Regions from separate parts of the Sus scrofa genome. Here region 1 is linked to region 2. A link is a contact called in public HiChIP or PLAC-seq data. All regions are on one chromosome and are shown on one strand. Each heading gives the region's core, a stretch centred on a gene start, on an enhancer-like site or on the middle of the called end of the contact. The rest is flanking DNA. Distances are from core to core; before and after follow the strand shown.

Region 1 (2,946 bases), core at 86-2,585, 68 kb before region 2:
ATGAGAGTTCAGCTGCATCATTCACATCTCACCAACACTTGGTATTTTTGATCCTTTTAATGTCTGCTTTTCTGGTGGAGTAAAGAACCATAATTCAATTTGATGAACATCATTCTATTATGCAAGAACACAGAACCACGCAAAGGCACTATTTGCAAAACCACACCGGGGTTTGCGTTCTGCCGTCTTAGATCCCATCACCCTCCTGTGATCACCTCCAAGTACTGGCTAGGCCCCAGAAAGCAGGAGGAAGTCCTGACGTCTCCCTTCCTGGGGGGAGGGAAAGCACTCAGAGCTGCATATTTTCACATCTTTGAGAGCTCCGAGTCCTAGGGCACCACCTCCAAGTTTCCATTCAAAGTTGCTCAAGCGCTTTGTCCCGACACTTCCAAGCCACAAAGTGGGAATCCTTCACGCATTACCATTCCTACTTATTTCTCTTTCTGTCCTCATTAAATCCTAGAGTTGACAGAGTTTACTAGAAACAATTTTTATCTTTCCCTTTGGAAGGGCTATGTCACAGCTGCCTTCTGAGTGGGTCCATTGTGAAAGGCCAGTGAAATCCCTTCCTCCTTTTTAAAGATTTAAACAGTGTTGCTGAATCAAAATGCTGTGTCTAAGTCCAACCAAGTGATGTTATTAAACACTCCCAAAAGAAACAAGCAAAGAAGAGGGGACTTGGATCCTCAAACATCAAAATGGAATATTTCTGTTCTAAAATCACTTTGAAAATAAAACAATCCCTAAAATCACTTTGAAAATAAAACAATCAATTTTTTTTTAAAGTCACAGTGGTACGTTATATTGGTGAAATGAAGTTTGGGGACAAGCAAGTGTAAATTTGGGACAAAAACACTTCTCTTGAGGAAATAGAATGTTCTCTTCTTGGTTCCGGCACTAAAAGATGCTTGTCTCCATTAGCCTTGTTCATTAGATCAACAAAACTCTTTGTTTTCCAGTGTGAAAGAGAGAAGGACAGGAAAATAACCACACTACGATGGTCCATATTCTTGATGGCAGACGGGTTTAAGTGCTCAGCACCACTCTAGGAAGGGCAAATTCCAAACTGAACTGTATGCACAGATTTATTGAGCAATTTAGGGGGTCACCCTCCAGAGAACTGCTGCCACTGGGAGAAAGTACTTACAGGGACATGTTCATTGCCCAGAACACAGGGACTGCAGGGGAATTTTGCGTTGCTATTTTCACGGAGACATCTGTTTCCAAACAAAGGGCTCTCTGCCAGCTATTTGAGAGGTACTTGCATACTTATTCAGCCAACTCTCTGTGTTAGGAATTGTCTTTGGGCACTGAGGTTTTATCATCAATATCTATTTAAAGCAGAATGAAGAATAGCTCAAGATGAAAACAGAGGATATTTCCAGCCTAGAATGTGAAACGCTTCCTTTCCTTACAGAGCTGATATCTGGTTTCCCCCGTCTCCTTCCCTGACATTGCCACCTGCCTTCAATCTTCGGTGTGTCTTAGTTTAAAGGGGCTGGGGTTTTTTTGGTTTTTTTTTCCAGTGGTTTATAACATTAGAGTGCACCTTAAGAAGTTACAGACTTGGAGTTTCTGTCATGGCTCAGTGTTTAATGAACCCGACTAGGATCCATGAGTGTGTGGGTTTGATCCCTGGCCTCGCTCAGTGGGTTAAGGATCAGGCGTTGCCGTGAGCTATGATGTAGGTTGCAGATGCGGCTTGGATCTGGCATTGCTGAGGCTGTGGTGCAGGCTGGCAGCTACAGCTTTGATTCAACTCCTAGCCTGGGAACTTCCATATGCTGCAAGAGCAGCCTTAAAAAAAAAAAAGAAAGAAAGAAATTACAGACTTGACGAAATATACTGTATACATGTGTACAGTTTTGAGAGAAAGTGAATCTTCTCTGTTAGGACCTACTGGCAAGTTCTATCTGGTGGCATCCACCATAGAACAAATGATTGCAAGGCTTGATGTCATCAAAGGGCCAAAATGCTAGTACTCACAGGGTGCAAACTAGGGGAGGAAGCAAAAAGGAAAGGGGGGAAATGGGTTCAACATATCAATATATTGATCTGAATCTCTAGCTCTTGGGAAGATCAAATTTCTGGATTCAAAATCTCTACTCCTCAAGTTCTTTTTCCCTCCAACACATTCCAGCACTATCCATTTAATACAAGACAGTAAGCTGAGCACCCAGAAAAAAAGTCTGTGCCTGCCCTCAGGATGCTCACAACCAGTATAGAAAACACCTGTCCCCCCACCCTCTCTCTCTCTCTCTCTCTCACACACACACACACACACCCTAAACTCAAAACAAGTTTGACTTTGAAAGTCATCCAACAGAGGTGCCACTAGTGTGTCACACTGTGGGTGGGTGACCCCTACCTGTACCTGCTGGAGAAGCTTATTGCGTGCTTAGCGTAACCGAGAAGGACCCAACAGGGCAGGCCCATCCCCCGTATCCTCTGATTTAGCTCCTCTCTGAAGTTTAACATGTATCTTGTTGGAGGTTTAAAGGGACATTGTGACCTGACCTCTGTGGACGGCAACAAGAACAAAGGATTTCTGCACCAAGCACACCCCTCCCTCGCCTTGCCTTTAAACATACTTTGCAATTTTGGTTTGGGGAGTTTGGAATATTTAGAGGACACAAGCCACCTGTTTCCTTGCATGGCCCTGCAATATAATACCTTTCTGTGCACCCAACTCTGACGTTTTGGTTTGTTTGGCCTCACTGTGCATTGGGCACAGGGACTGGGGACTTGCACTAACATTAGGAGGGAGGGCAGTTAGGATTGGGGGGGAAGGCAAGGACAGCACCCCCACCCCGAGGCTGCATCACGTGACAGCACCCTCCTCAGTGGCAACTCCTGTGGGGGGCTTTTGGGGAGCACCACAAATGGCCAGTATCCGGGGCGGGCTTGCTGAGTCGGCTGGGTTTGGCTCTCAGGCTGATTCTGGAG
Region 2 (3,080 bases), core at 403-2,902:
TAAGCTAAACGCCTCAAAATGTGGTGTAGACCAGCAACCAGCAGCAGAATTCCGGGCCCAGGGAGGAAGGCATTTGCTTTAAATTAGTGATGTTCAGACTATCTCTGGTGAAGAACCATTTCTCTCCCCACCCCACCCCAGAGATTGATAAGATCAATACAAACAAATCCCTAGAAACATACACACACACACACACACACACACACACACACACAAAATGAAGCTCCAGAAAAAAGGAATTAAGAAAAAGATGCCGGAGTTCCCATTGTGGCTCAGTGGTTAACAAATCCGACTAGGAACCATGAGGTTGCAGGTTTGATCCCTGGCCTTGCTCAGTGGATTAAGGATCTGGCATAGCCCTGAGCTGTGGTGTAGGTCGCAGACTTGGCTGGGATCCCACGCTGCTGTGGGGTAGGGCGGCGGCTACAGCTCCAATTAGACCCCTAGCCTGGGAACCTCCATATGCCACAGGTGTGGCCCTAGAAAAGACAAAAAAAAAAAAAAAAAAGAAAGAAAGAAAAAGATGCCCAAAACACAAGCTGAGAACTTAAGCGGTGGGTTGCGGAGCTGTATCAGACATAAAAGTACGCTGTCAAACTGCTGTACAAGTTTCTAAACATTTGCTCTCATTGCTGCCCTATCTCCTGGAGAACCGGCCAGGCCTCAGTCGCCGCTCTGAGAAGCGGATCTGAAGGACTCGAAATGCAGAGGTGCTTTGCAGACTAAACAATAACAAACCAAATGAAATCTCCACCAACTGAGATTCTGCAGGAAAGCAGAATGCCAGCACTGCTAAGTGACACACTTTCCTAAACACTGACACAACTCTGGGGGTTAATTCACCCCCAAAATAAAAGCCCCCCCCAAATACTGTTGCCTGTTAAGAGGACTTGGCACTCACGAACTTAACTCACCTGAGAAAACACAGTATAAATGTCCTTGTTGTTACAACACACCTGAGTGTCATTTAAACACACACAAAGTCTAACAATAGCTCCCTTCACAATTCCTAACATGCTTGGCATTTTTCTAAAGGTTAGATTAAGTAGCAGATAACATTTTTAAGAGAAGGCCCAGAATACTGTTTTGTTTTTTTTCTTCTTCTCTGTGAGAACTAATTTATGGCTGGCTAAGCCATGTTGACAGACTTCAGGATTTTATGTTGGGCCTGATTAGAGGCGGGCAGGCAGGCATCCTGCGTTATGAAAGCCCTGCCTTTTTACTAGAATCTTCGATGATTAAGACAGTATTTTAATGCACTCTCTGGGCAGCTGAGCCTTAAAAGAAAAAGAAGTTGTAAAGCAAAAGGCATTTCCTGCATGGCCCCAGGGGAATTTTGAGCCCAGAGCTCCGGGACCCTGTGGGAGGGAGTAATTTCAGCTAATTAAGGGAGAATAGCAAAGCGTTGCATTTGGTCAAAACATTCAGTTGGGTTTCATTTTTGTTGGCATCAAGGAGAGCCGGTCTGGATTTTCTCCCCTCTTTTTCTGCGGATTCGCTGCAGGATCGTAAGGCCCACAGCTCACATACATTAGGGAAAAAGTCAAAGGAAACGCTAAAGTTCAACCAAAGTACAAGTAATTAGAACCAGATTCTCCGCTGCGCGAGTGTGCGCATGCGTGCGCGCGTGGCCCTTTTATGAAAATATAATTTACGCGCCTCCGAGCGTGGGCGTTGGGGGTGGGGGTGGGGGTGGGGGTGGGGGTGGGGATGGGGGGCTCCGTCCTGCCGCTCATTTTATTTTCCAGTCGCCTGCCGGGAGCGGGGGGAGGGGGCGTCCTGCTTTTAATCATCTTTCAGGAGAAGCAGTTGGGTTGCACACACGGGATTTTGCAAATCTGGGAATCGTATTTTGAAATTAGGTAATTGCCAAACAAGAAAAACTCGGCTTTGAAATTGCCCGGCCTTGCTCTGCGGCCGGCTTTGTTATTACTGAGCGGCTCCAAGATGAGTCCCGGGGTATGGGGAGGGGAGGGGAGGGGAGGGCCCTGGCAGTCGTGACTCAGTAACCTGCCCGTGACCCTGAAGGAGTGTGTGTTTGCCCGGGTCACCCGGGATCCTGGCCCAGGGCTGGGGCTAGGTTATGAGAATCCCTGCTATTCTGACCACACACGCAACAGGTGCTGAGCACAGGCAGAGGACAAAAGAAGGGCTGGGCAAAAAGGCTGATTTGTAAGGTCTTAAAGAGAACCTTGCTTTCCAAAGCACGGTCGGGCTCGCAGCATCAGCACCACCTGGAACCCGTTTCAATGAAGACTCTCAGCTCCACCCTAGAAATGCCTCTGAATCAAAACAGGGATCTTAGCAAAATCTCCAGATCACTCCTATGGCACACTAAACATCGGAAACGCCCTGACATAAAAATGTCTTTTTACTGTCCTAACCTCCCTGGAATCCCAGACAATCTGCTGAGTCAATTTGGCACTGCACCTCTGTCGGCTTCCCCTTTGCAGACGTCCTGGCTAAATACTCCACCTTGTTGAGTGCTTAATGCATTAAGATCTTAAGAGCTGTGCTGTGTTTGTGCTCACCAGAAGGCTTCCTCCTCTCCCACGGAATTTTGGCAGTGGATTTTAGTTGGCAGAGGGTTCAATGTTGCACCAGATGAACTGAACTAATAGCATCTGTTATTTACTGAGCACTTACTATGTGCCCAGTAGGAGCTGAGTGTTTGCTTAGTGTGCAAGAACAGAACTCATTGACCCCTCTCCTAAACTACAGGGGAGGGGATGGCCCAGAAGCTGCACCTTGGAATTGGTTAATTTGTTTATTATTATTCGATTTTTTAAAATTTTATTGGAGTATAGTTGACTTAACAATGTTGCATTAGTTTCAGTATACAGCAAAATTTAATCAGTTATACATATACATATAGCCATTCCTTTTCAGATTCTTTCCGGTATTGATTATTAAAGAATGTTGAGTAGAGGTCCCTGTAACAGTAGGTCCTTTTTACTCATCCCAAATTGGGAAATTTAAACCCAACTCTACTCTCAGCCTTTCAAAAGAGATTTAAATGGCTTACTGTATATTCACTAAAACCCACAGCTTTTGAACTTCTCATCTTCCACCTCCCTTAT

Evidence for each region. HiChIP or PLAC-seq counts read pairs in DNA pulled down with a chosen protein or histone mark.
Region 1: an H3K27ac HiChIP or PLAC-seq map of skeletal muscle shows a contact between it and region 2. The contact joins two enhancer-like sites. A contact is called at or near these places in 3 of 47 Hi-C or Micro-C datasets (embryonic fibroblasts, fetal heart ventricle and skeletal muscle) and 1 of 2 datasets of contacts at active chromatin or transcription factors (skeletal muscle).

What each region holds. Positions count from the first base shown.
Region 1 is chr13:12,426,935-12,429,880 of Sscrofa11.1, reverse strand. The region is part of intron 3 of RARB (retinoic acid receptor beta); the gene reads right to left. Among named protein-coding and RNA genes, the nearest start is that of RARB, 92 kb to the right of the region's middle. Within about 2 kb of position 1,335, at least 3 of the 83 cell types and tissues checked have an H3K27ac peak or open chromatin away from gene starts, as enhancers often do. A contact at or near this core is called in skeletal muscle, where this site is marked.
Region 2 is chr13:12,358,698-12,361,777 of Sscrofa11.1, reverse strand. The region is part of intron 1 of RARB (retinoic acid receptor beta); the gene reads right to left. Among named protein-coding and RNA genes, the nearest start is that of RARB, 24 kb to the right of the region's middle. Within about 2 kb of position 1,652, at least 43 of the 83 cell types and tissues checked have an H3K27ac peak or open chromatin away from gene starts, as enhancers often do. A contact at or near this core is called in skeletal muscle, where this site is marked.